2 separate regions of the Danio rerio genome follow, and region 2 is linked to region 1. A link is a contact called in public HiCAR-type data. All regions are on one chromosome and are shown on one strand. The core of a region is the stretch at or near the end of the contact, and the rest is flanking DNA. Distances in the headings are between cores, read along the strand shown.

Evidence for each region. HiCAR-type assays count read pairs that join an accessible place to other places.
Region 2: a contact with region 1 is called in a HiCAR-type map of caudal fin, with 6 times the contacts expected there. The contact joins the promoter of galnt11 here to the promoter of xrcc2 in region 1. A contact is called at or near these places in 1 of 18 Hi-C or Micro-C datasets (caudal fin) and 1 of 4 datasets of contacts at active chromatin or transcription factors (caudal fin).

What each region holds. Positions count from the first base shown.
Region 1 is chr24:7,529,061-7,535,038 of GRCz12tu, forward strand. xrcc2 (X-ray repair complementing defective repair in Chinese hamster cells 2) reads left to right here and starts at 3,831. Exons shown (of 3, transcript NM_001386478.1): 1 at 3,831-3,967. The coding sequence starts at 3,893. actr3b (actin related protein 3B) reads right to left here and starts at 3,705. Exons shown (of 9, transcript NM_001089556.1): 1 at 3,649-3,705; 2 at 1,780-1,835. The coding sequence starts at 3,695.
Region 2 is chr24:7,796,129-7,802,106 of GRCz12tu, forward strand. galnt11 (UDP-N-acetyl-alpha-D-galactosamine:polypeptide N-acetylgalactosaminyltransferase 11 (GalNAc-T11)) reads right to left here and starts at 2,859. Exons shown (of 12, transcript NM_001076562.2): 1 at 2,770-2,859.

The DNA of each region.
Region 1 (5,978 bases), core at 2,581-5,080:
AGAGCCCTGACTTTAACCCAATTGAGCATCTCTGAAGAGACCTAAAAATGGCTGTCCACCAACATTTACCATCCAACCTGGCAGAACTGGAGAAGATTTGCCAGGAGAAATGGCAAACGATGGCCAAATCCATGTGTGAAAAACTTGTTGCTTCTTTCCCAAAAAGATTCATGGCTGTATTAGATCAGAAGGGTGCTTCTACTAAATACTGAGCGAAGGGTCTGAATACTTAGGACCAGGGGTTCGTTCTTCGTACGTGGATTACTCAGTTAGCTGGATTTGGTTATTGACGATTTGACATGATCCAGGATCAATTCTAATCAAAACTGATCGGAGAGTTGTTTTCATAGCAACAGTTCTGCTAGCTCAAACCTGGTAGGAAGCAGGTTTAATTCATATAAACATAATTAGATCGGCTCAGTTCAAGCAAAGATAATACAGAAAGTATGTACCGAATTCTGATATTTTTTTAACAGTAGTAGTAATATACACTTGGGAAAATACAATTTTTTTAAAAACTATATAAAGTTATAGTTATTAATAAAATAAATAAAGTTATCTGTTAATGAAAAACCTTTTGCCACGCCCCTACCGGAAAAAAACCTGACCAATGAAAAACCTTTTACTCCGCCCCCACCTTTTGCCACGCCCATTGCTCCAGACTGCAGTTACCCATACTAGAAAACGTATGCAATCTGCAACCCTGAAATGAAAGTACAAAGACTGCCACCTGGTGGTGCAAAGAAAAAAACTTATTGATATGAACTTTTTAGATCACTTTAGTACAATTTGTGTATGATAGTAGAAATGCACAATATGTGACTTTTTAAAAGCAATAATACATTTATGCAGTCATAAACATGTTTTGACAGTTAATATGACGGTGATTTGATGCTTCATAACAGTTGCAGAAGCCTTCACCAATATCAAAATGCTTTTGTAAACATCCAGTTATTCTTTACACTGATAAAAAACAAAACGGCTACAATAATACTACTATGGGTACTATAATACGGAAAATCCACTCTAACTGTAAAACTGAATAAACTGCTCTTGACACATGAAAGGGCCAATCATGCAGCCCACAACAAGGTGTAAAGTTATTGCGTGTAATATTTAACAAACCGTTTTCAATGAATTTTATGTAATTTAGCTCACATGGATAATTGAATATTAATCAGATGATGTCATTACGCTGCTGTGCCGTCAGCCAATCGTTGCATTGCTGATCATGATTTCGAGGATCGATAGATCAGTCCTTCACAACACACGCATTGATCTCAGATCAGTTCATCCAGACATTTTAATCTGATTCACAAACCTGTTTGAAGAACCAAATTAGCCAGAGATCAGTTATCAAGATTAAAAGATCCAGGATCTGCCAAATCATCTTAGATTATTTAAGCGAGCTACGAAGAACAGACCCCAGCTGATATTTCAGTTTTTGTTTTTAATAAATCTAAATAAACATAAACAATTCTATGTTTTTCTGTCAATATGAGGTGCTGTGTGTACATTAATGAGGAACAAATGCAAATGGCTGCAGTATAACAAAGATTGAAAAATGTAAGGGGGTCTGAATACTTTCTGTGATATTGTGAAGAACACAGAAAACCTGTAATCACTGACTTCCAACGGATTGTTTGTTTTTTTTACTATGGAAGTCAATAGTTCTTTTGTGAAACTCTTAAAGGTTTGGAACTACCTAGGACTGAGTAAATAATAAGTGCATTTTAATTGTGTTGGTGCACTATTCCTTTAAAATAGCAGGCAGCTTACAAGTTGGCATGATGAACTGGGGCTCTGTGTTTCCAGCATAACCAATCTTGGTGTACCTGATGAAGAAGAACAGTATATAATCATCATCATGAATCAGATGAATGAACCAGATTGAGTGTGGTAAAGTCTTTTAGTTTTGTCATTTTCAATCAGTATTTCCAGCGAGTACATCATCTGTCTATTAATCAAATAAGAGCTGTGGTAGTTTATTATTTAGCTTTAACGCACCTGATTAATATCTCGAAGTGGCAGCCAAGTAAACAAGACCGAAATATTTCAGATGAAAACATAAATCATGCAGAAAAGCATATCATGCATATTTCTTTGCTTCCTATAGAAGCCAAGCTTATAAGAGCCTCTTTATTTATCATATGAAAATACTAGATGCATTATCAAGACAGCTGTGTCTGCATTAGTTGTTTTGGTAAAGCTTTTGAATTAGGGTCCATTAGTTAATGCATTTGAACTTTGTACAAACAAATGATCTTGAATAGCATCTATTAATCATAGTTCAATCATAGTTAATGTATTATCAAAATCCAAAGTTGTGCTTGATTACATTAGTTAATGCACTGCGAGTTAATGAACTAATGAACTTTATTTTAATTAGGTTAATAAAGATGAATAAATACTGTAATAAATTGTTTGTGTTAGAAATAATAGACACTCATTTTAAAAATATTTAAAAAATTTTATGTTTTACAGGACTGAAGTTATCACTAGACATTAAAAAATATTAATAACTGAAGTACTAATCATAGTTTAACAGTATCAATTAAAGGTGTGGAATATTTTTGAATTGGTCAATTTTTCTGAAAGAAGTCCCTTATGTTCAACCAGACTGCATTTATTTTCCTTCATTCATTCATTTTCCTTCAGCTTTGTCTCTACTTCAGAAGTCGTCACAGTGGAATGAACCACCAACTATTCCACCATATGTTTAACACAGTGGATGCTCTTTCAGCTGCAACTTGGTATTGGGAAACACATACACACTCTTATTCTCACACATACACACACACACACACACACACACACACACACACACACACTTTTACTATAACCAATTTCTGTTTACCCAATTCATCTATAGCGCATGTCTTTGGACTGTGGGGGAAACTGGAGCACCCGAAGGAAACCCACGCAAACACGAGGAGAACATGCAAACTTCACACGGAAATGCCACCTAGCCCAGCTGCGACTCGAACCAGCGACCATCTTACTGTGAGGCGACAGTGCTAACCACTGAACCACCGTGCCACCCTCTGACATATTTTGTTTTAGTTTTTGTTTCCATATTTTATTCAACATTAGCTAATGTTAATGTATTTACTACCACACACTAATTATGAATAACTCTTATAGCTTTAATGAATTATAGTTCAACATGTACTAATGCATTGTTAAAATCAAAATGCATGCTTGTTAGGTAACTAATAACTTGTTTGTTAAAACGAACTAACAATGGAAAACTATATTTCCATTAATGTTAACAAGGATAAATAAATCATTATTATAATTAATATATCATAATTAATAATAAATGAATACTTAATAATGCTACTTGTTCGTTGTAGTAAATGCATTGCACTACATTAAATAATACAACCGTATTGTAATGTGTTATCCATGTTTTATAAAATAGCCCACAATACCAATGTTTTAACTCCAATTAAAAAACTTAAGAGTGCAGTATTTACTATTAATTGTGTAGTGACGTATATCAAACATATAATATTGATACAGAGGCACATATATAGTCAAAAAATATTATTTAGTCAGCAACAACAAAGAGACACAATATTTTTTTAAAGCCTTGCTATATCCACCAGGCATATAAACACATTCGGTGACTGTAAACAAACTCACCCTGTCCCGCAGTCAATCACGCATGGAGGGGGCCGAGCTGCTGCCATCACCAGCACTAACGTAACATTCAAGCACACAAACACAACAGCATGTCACAACAAAAACGACGTCACACAAACCATGTGTCGTTAACAGGCTTGTCAGGTATACCTTTAAAACGGTGTAAATTATCCCACGATAATGCTTTGCAGAGTTATTTTTCGCGAGTGCTTCCCGAGTCAAAGGGAAGGCAAAAAATAGAAACATGCTGGATCCACTCGCGCTGCCTCATCATGGTCCACAAGGTCTGCCTGTCAGCGAAAATACGAACCCTACTATGGTAAAGGAGAGCTTATTAATATTCATCATGAGCCAAGCCTCCGCCAGCACAAATGTAAAACGTTCGCTAACTGGAAGACTACTGAGTAACGTAAACACGGCGTAATTAATATTCATAACCATAACTTTCGCCGTAGTAGGCTCCGTAATTTCATGAGCTAGCAAACTGCCTGAACAGAGCGAATGGCGCATTATGATTTGTTTACTTGCCTCTTGTTTACAGTGAGATGAACGTATATGGGGGTTCGGGTGGTTTGGAAGACCACCACTCACTGATAAAGGTCCAGAATTGCTTCATTCATGAGCTCATTTGTCCTATTTTGACTTTTATGCCATGATAAATATTGAAAATAACCCATTCAAAAAAGGGTTTAATACCAAGCGGAATTGGCTGCCGCTTCGGTTTGACTTAGCTAATCAGTTTCAGCCAATAAACAAATGTTTTCACTTTACAATCTGGCGTCAGAGAAGTCTTCTTTCGCTATGTTTTTAAACAGAGAAAACATTTTACAAGTAACTTTTTTCTAAATCTTGGAAACAAATAAAAAAATGAGCAATAAAAAGTAAAGCGGCTCATATTGAAAATGATTTGAATACTATTTCGGCCATTGTTGTTATCCATCATTTTCAAATGTAGGCTGTACGTTCTTTACAGGAGAGGCTAGAAAAATTGTGAAGCTCTACATTATTATTATGTTAATAATATATTAAATATTTAATTATTTTGCTTTTCAAATGGACTGAGGAAAGTTGAATGTGCTGGCCAGTTGTTGTTGTTATTGCTATTTGCCTAATAAATGACAATAGACTACAGTTTTTATTTAAGTTTTTAACAGATTCCAATTTTTTTCTAATGATGTATGATGTAAATAATATGTATTTAAAAATAAGTATTAGTTTACATTTCTTTAATGTAAATCTTTGGGAAATATTTTTGACATATCAAAAAAGTGTGGTTATGATGACCATCTGACAAGCTAATTCAGCTAAAATATTGCTTAAAATGTTACTAAATGCAGTATTTAAATCTCATAATTTTATAAAATTTCCCAGAGATGGTTTGCAGCTGGAAGGGCATCTGCTGCGTAACGCATATGCTGGATAAGTTGGCGGTTCATTCCGCTGTGGCAACCCCAGATTAAGAAAGGGACCAAGCCACTTTTTTAAAAAAAGGACCATCCCTTTCACCAGGCTAGCTATGGGCCTGCTTGGTATATAAATTTAATCATTTATCAAGGAACAGTAGATATTTCTTTACATTTTATTATTTTATTTTATTTTATTTTATTTTATTTTATTTTATTTTATGGAACAACCTGGTGGCGCAGTGGGAAACATAATCGCCTCACAGCAAGAAGGTCACTGGTTCAAGCCTCGGCTGTGTCAGTTGGCATTTCTGTGTGGAGTTTGTATGTTCTCCCTTTAAAATTATATATTTGTGCATATATATTAGATTAGTCAGCATCAAAGACAAAACTGGAACTAAACTAACAAAAAATAGAAATTAAGATCACAGCCCAAAACTTTGTACAACCAAAATAATGGGGAAAACATATTAAATACTGTTTTATTAAAAATGATAAATATAGAACACATAAAACAAATTAAATTGTATTATTGTAATTGTGTAGTTTGTAAAAAAAATTGCAATAATTAATTTGAATAATGTACTGTATGATATTTGTCTTCCTAAATACGTTAGGTGACCAAACTCTTATTTTAATGGATGTAACTGTTTAATTATAAAAACCTAAATTATTAAACAAATTAGTGACTATATTCACTTGAAAAAAAAAAATGGCTAAAAATACAAAATTTTAAAAGGGGGTGTACTCATTTGTACTGAGCCCAGAATAAACATTTCTGAAGGCTAACGTTAAACTCTAGGTGGCAGTCGATCCTAATTTTACATTATGAGATGCATGTTTAAAGTCATACTGTGTATTATTTTACTCACTTTATACTAACTTTGACATATTGATCTGTTGTTCTCTTTGTAATGTATATATATA
Region 2 (5,978 bases), core at 1,609-4,108, 270 kb after region 1:
CTACAAGTTTGATTTTCTTTTTGTATACATGATTATGCTGTTGAACTGTTGCATACACACAATATAAAACTCGGAGCAGTGCGATATGGCTGTGTATCGTCACTGGTGAGACACTAAGGCATGCACACCTCCCACCAGTGCCGATATACAGCCAAATCACACTGCTAAGAGTGTGATATTGCTTATTGAAAATGGCTCTTACCTCCAGTGTTGTGTTCATATTTAGGATTGTTTATTTATGTAGCACTGTGATCCTACCAGACGCAACATTTCGTTCCACTGAATGTCCACACACGTAGTGGAATAAAAAAGCTTGACTTGAGATATCAGATGGTTTGAAAAGATGTATGGCAATTATTATTAGTAGTACTACTACTTGCAAGGAATACTGGCAGGAATTTTACTGAACAACAATATGGTAAAAATGATGATATTGAAAGTATAACTGATCCCCGTTTTGCATTTTGTATATTTAAAAATGTCATTTATTCTCATAAAAACAAAACTAAAATTTTCACAGTCACTATTGGAGTCTTGTTTGGTGCTTAAGAAGCATTTATTATTATAACTGTAATATTACAGTATTTCAGGAATCAAGATTTGCTGTTAGGATTTTATAACATTACAAATGTATTTGGTGTCACTTAAAACAAGCAACAATGAGGCATTTTGTACATTTTAAAATAAAAAATAGGGCATTTCCTAAACATGTATAGCTTGATTTGTTTATAATGGTTATATAAAAAAATGATCTAGAGAAAATTTAAAACTTGGTACTTTTCTTTTGTAAAACATTTAATACACTCAATTATTCATTAAGCACATTAATATTATATATTATTATATAATATTATTTAATATATAAACATTTTTGAGTCCCAATAGCATGAGACGCAAAACGCACTCATCCAATAAAGAAGCTACTAAAAAAAATAGTTAGGATGCTGCATTTTTTAGAAATGAAAATTGTGACATAAGCAGATTTATACTACAGTAGTGTAGTGACTGACCTCTGTATTTTAAAAGCATTGGTCAATCATTAACATGTACTGTGTGAAACATTTTCAACAGCAATACGAGCAGCACATCTGGGTAAAAATCAATCAATTTATAGTTTAGACACATTGCATTGCATTGCAACAACACGTGTCATTCTGCAAAGCCATGCAGAGCCAGTAACACAAGAGAACCCATGGAAATGTGAAACCAGTTGCTGCGATCATATGGAATTACACCTCTTTTAAATATTTAATTCACACTTGAGTCCTAAAGGGCAATGATATACATTATGAAATAAGTATCTTGCTGCCATACGCCCGTCTTCACATAGGCAGACTTTATTATTGGACATACTTCATCTAAAATACATTTTATTAAAGTACTACAATATTTGTTACTAGCTTTATTGTAGCCAATGATAGACCATGGCAATATGCTACTAGTCAGACAAATATAATCATCAGACAAATACAAAAGTCGTTTGGAAGTCGAGGTTTTAAAACTGCCAAAAATTTCTGCTATTAAGGTATGTGTAAGATTTTTTTGTTTGTTTGTTTTTAATTTTTATTTTCTTTAGAATCTCCGGCAAAAAAGTTATCCAAAGATGTTATAAATTGTAAATAAATTTGTAGTTTTGGACCAAATGAAGACCGCAGAAGTCAGTGATTCATTTGAATTATTTAGCCTGACATGTTTACTGTTCCAAAATATTTGAATATTTCTCAAAATAAAATATATTGTGTTCAAAGGGGGAACGTTTTTGTTTATTTATAACATTTAAAAATATTTTTTTAGAGCAGTGATTACACTGTGAAACTGTGATATTTTTATCTAAGGTTATCATACTATCAGAATCTTATACCGACCCATGCCTAGTAGAATGTGGCATGTTTATGTTTAGACTGAGGTAAAGCTGGTTTTTTTATTCAAACATTCGTTCAGTGACATCCTGTGACATGCTCCCTATGCCATGTAAAAATACCATGGTATTTTGAATATTCGGTCTGAAATAACACGCAAGTATGACTTCACAACAACATTATCACTACATATTTGACTGTAAACATGGTTGTACTTTGATAGTTATTGGCTAAAAGTTGATTTAATATTCACACATTCTGACTTTCTCCTTAATAATATAATTTCAGAAAAGTATTGTTTACAATTTGTAAATAGGGATATCATATAAGCAGTCAATGGCTATCAAAGTACAACAATGTTCACAGTCAAATAAATAGTGATAATGCTGTTTTGAAGTCATACTTGCATACTTGTTATTTCAGACAGAATATTCAAAATACCATGGTAAACAATACACATGTCACGACTTTTTTAGCTTTTTATTGTCAAAACAAATCTAACTAATCAACAAAACTAGTTACGTTGGCTAACGTTGCCCATCTAGACACCATTCTTTATTAGAATATACTAAGATTTTTATTTCACAACATAACTTTACGTCAAAGAATCACGGGATGTGTCTCAAAACCTAACACGTCCCCTAAATAGGCGTCAATGCCACCCAAATATACTGCAATCGGAATGCACCAAAAAATCCCTGCTGGTTTGTAAATCTCTGACGCCCAAACATGCTGTCTGTGTAGGCATCTCACCAAGTTTTGAGACATAGGCATTTCGAGCTACGAGCTAACTCGCTAGCTGCATCGATTAAAGCATTTGTTGTAGACAGCATTGTCATTTGGCACTCATCTAAACCCCTCTAAAATGTTTACTCGGGTAATAATGTCAGTGTAGTGCAGTGACACTCACTCGCTGATGAAGAGGTCTTTCACAGGTCCATTCCTCTCCTTCGCTCAATCCTACTGCCCGTTACTCGCTGGTGAGGAGACACGGCATCGCAGAGCCTGACTGAGTCTGTTGCCGCCTGCTGGAGGGCTTTTAGAATGGCACCACACATGTACAACAGTAATACAGTCGATAAGGATAGGTGTGGGCTGTGGCTTATTACATTTCATTTGTTACACTTTGAAATTTCGGAAGGTGTAGTAAAGTCTGGATGTCAACTTTCCCCCAAAATCTGGTCAGATGTTACAAAATACATAATTCTTAAAATAATGTTTTTTTAAAAATATTACACAGATATTATCCAAGTGGGAAATATAAATTAATAATAAGTGTAACGACATGATTGACATTTATTTGTTGTTTAAGTTATAGGTCAAAGGTCATGTGAGTGTAATTGATAGATAGATAGATAGATAGATAGATAGATAGATAGATAGATAGATAGATAGATAGATAGATAGATAGATAGATAGATAGATAGATAGATAGATAGATAGATAGATATACAGCTTAAAGTGACATGTAAATCCAGGTTAATTAGGTTAACTAGGCAGGTCAGGGTAATTAGTCAAGTTATTGTATAACGATGGTTTGTTCTGTAGACCATTGAAAAAAAAATTGCTTATAGGAGATAATTAGTGACCTTAAAATTATTTTAAAAATATATATATTTATTTAAAACTGCTTTTATTACTGCCAAAATAAAACAATTAAGACTTTATCCAGAAGAAAAAAATATTATCAGAAATACTGTGAACATTTATTTACTCTGTTAAACATCATAGATGATAACACAGAGAAAACCGCAGTTTAGCGCCCCCTGTCATGTTCGAAACGGCTAACGTCATTGCACATTTTAGCCAGTTCGAACACCATTATCAACCTAGGTACACTAGAGGGCGCCTCTTCATCTACGTATCTACAGGTAGATGGCATCAATTTATTTCTTATAGGTGGGAAATAAAAAATTAATAATATGTGTAACGACATGATTGACATTTATTTGTTGTTTAGGTTATAGGTCAAAGGTCATGTGTGTGTGATAGATAGATAGATAGATAGATAAATAGATAGATAGATAGATAGATAGATAGATAGATAGATAGATAGATAGATAGATAGATAGATAGATAGATAGATAGATAGATAGATATACAGCTTAAAGTGACATGTAAATTCTTCACCAGGTTAATTAGGTTAACTAGGCAGGTCAGGGTAGTCAAGTTATTGTATAACGATGGTTTGTTCTGTAGACCATTGAAAAAATATATATTGCTTATAGGAGATAATTAGTGACCCTAAAATTATTAAAATATATATATATTTATTTAAAACTACTTTTATTACTGCCAAAATAAAACAAATAAGACTTTTCTAGAAGAAAAAAATATTATCAGACATACTGTGAACATTCATTTACTCCGTTAAACATCATAGATAATAACACAGAGAAAACCGCAGTTTAGCGCCCCCTGTCATGTTCGAAACGGCTAACGTCATTGCACATTTTAGCCAGTTCGAACACAGACCATTATCACCCTAGGTACACTAGAGCGCCTTTTCATCTACGTATCTACAGATAGAGGACATCAATTTATTTCTTATAGGTGGGAAATAAATTAATAATATGTGTAACGACATGATTGACATTTATTTGTTGTTTAGGTTATAGGTCAAAGGTCGTGTGTGTGTGATAGATAGATAGATAGATAGATAGATAGATAGATAGATAGATAGATAGATAGATAGATAGATAGATAGATAGATAGATAGATAGATAGATAGATAGATAGATAGATAGATAGATAGATAGATAGATAGATATACAGCTTAAAGTGACATGTAAATTCTTCACCAGGTTAATTAGGTTAACTAGGCAGGTCAGGGTAGTCAAGTTATTGTATAACGATGGTTTGTTCTGTAGACCATTGAAAAAATATATATTGCTTATAGGAGATATTTAGTGACCTTAAAATTATTTTTAAAAATATATATTTATTTAAAACTGCTTTTATTACTGCCAAAATAAAACAAATAAGACTTTATCCAGAAGAAAAAAATTATCAGACATACTGTGAACATTCATTTACTCTGTTAAACATCATAGATAATAACACAGAGAAAACCGCAGTTTAGCGCCCCCTGTCATGTTTGAAACGGCTAACGTCATTGCACATTTTAGCCAGTTCGAACACAGACCATTATCACCCTAGGTACACTAGAGGGCGCCTCTTCATCTACGTATCTACAGGTAGATGGCATCAATTTATTTCTTATAGGTACGCAATGATTTTATTTGTAAGTTTAAGGAAGGATTTTCACCCTTGTTTTTGTAAAATGGAACCGGAAACAATTCTTCATTTATTTTTCAGTTGCAGTTACACAAAATTGCTTTGGTCCCAAGTTTTCTACTTTTTGAAGTGTTTAATAAATTTATCAATATGATAAAATGGTTTTATTGGTGGATTGTAACTCTGGATTATTGGAAATGGACAAAATAACAAAAATTCTTATTTTATTTGGAAAGTACCACATACACAAGACAAAATGTGCTGACTGTACCAAAGTGTAAACTATTCTTCACTGATTTAAAGATTTTTTATGATTCCCTCAATTCTATACAGAGTAATACCAAAGCTAGTGAGACATCCCATCTGCTGGAAAAAAAACTTAATGTATATGATTACCCGTAATTTTTGTTGTTAATTCCCTTGTATGCATATAATTCTGTACTCTACTCTCCTCGTACTTCATTCATTTTCTTGTCGGCTTAGTCCCTTTATTAATCCGGGATCGCCACAGCGGAATGCACCGCCAACTTAGCAAGTTTTTTACGCCGCGGATGCCCTTCCAGCTGCAACCCATCTCTGGGAAACATCCACACACACATTCACACACACACTCATACACTACAGACAATTTAGCCTACCCAATTCACCAGTACCACATGTCTTTGGACTGTGGGGGAAACCGGAGCACCCAGTAGAACGTGCAAACTTGCAAACTCCACACAGAAACGCCAACTGAGCAGAGGCTCAAACCAGAGACCCAGCGACCATCTTGCTGTGAGGCGACAGCACTACCTACTGCGCCACTGCCTCACCCAACACTCAGTTAATCACTTAATTATATCATTAACTTCATCAGTCTGTCTGTGTTTTTGAATCTGTTTC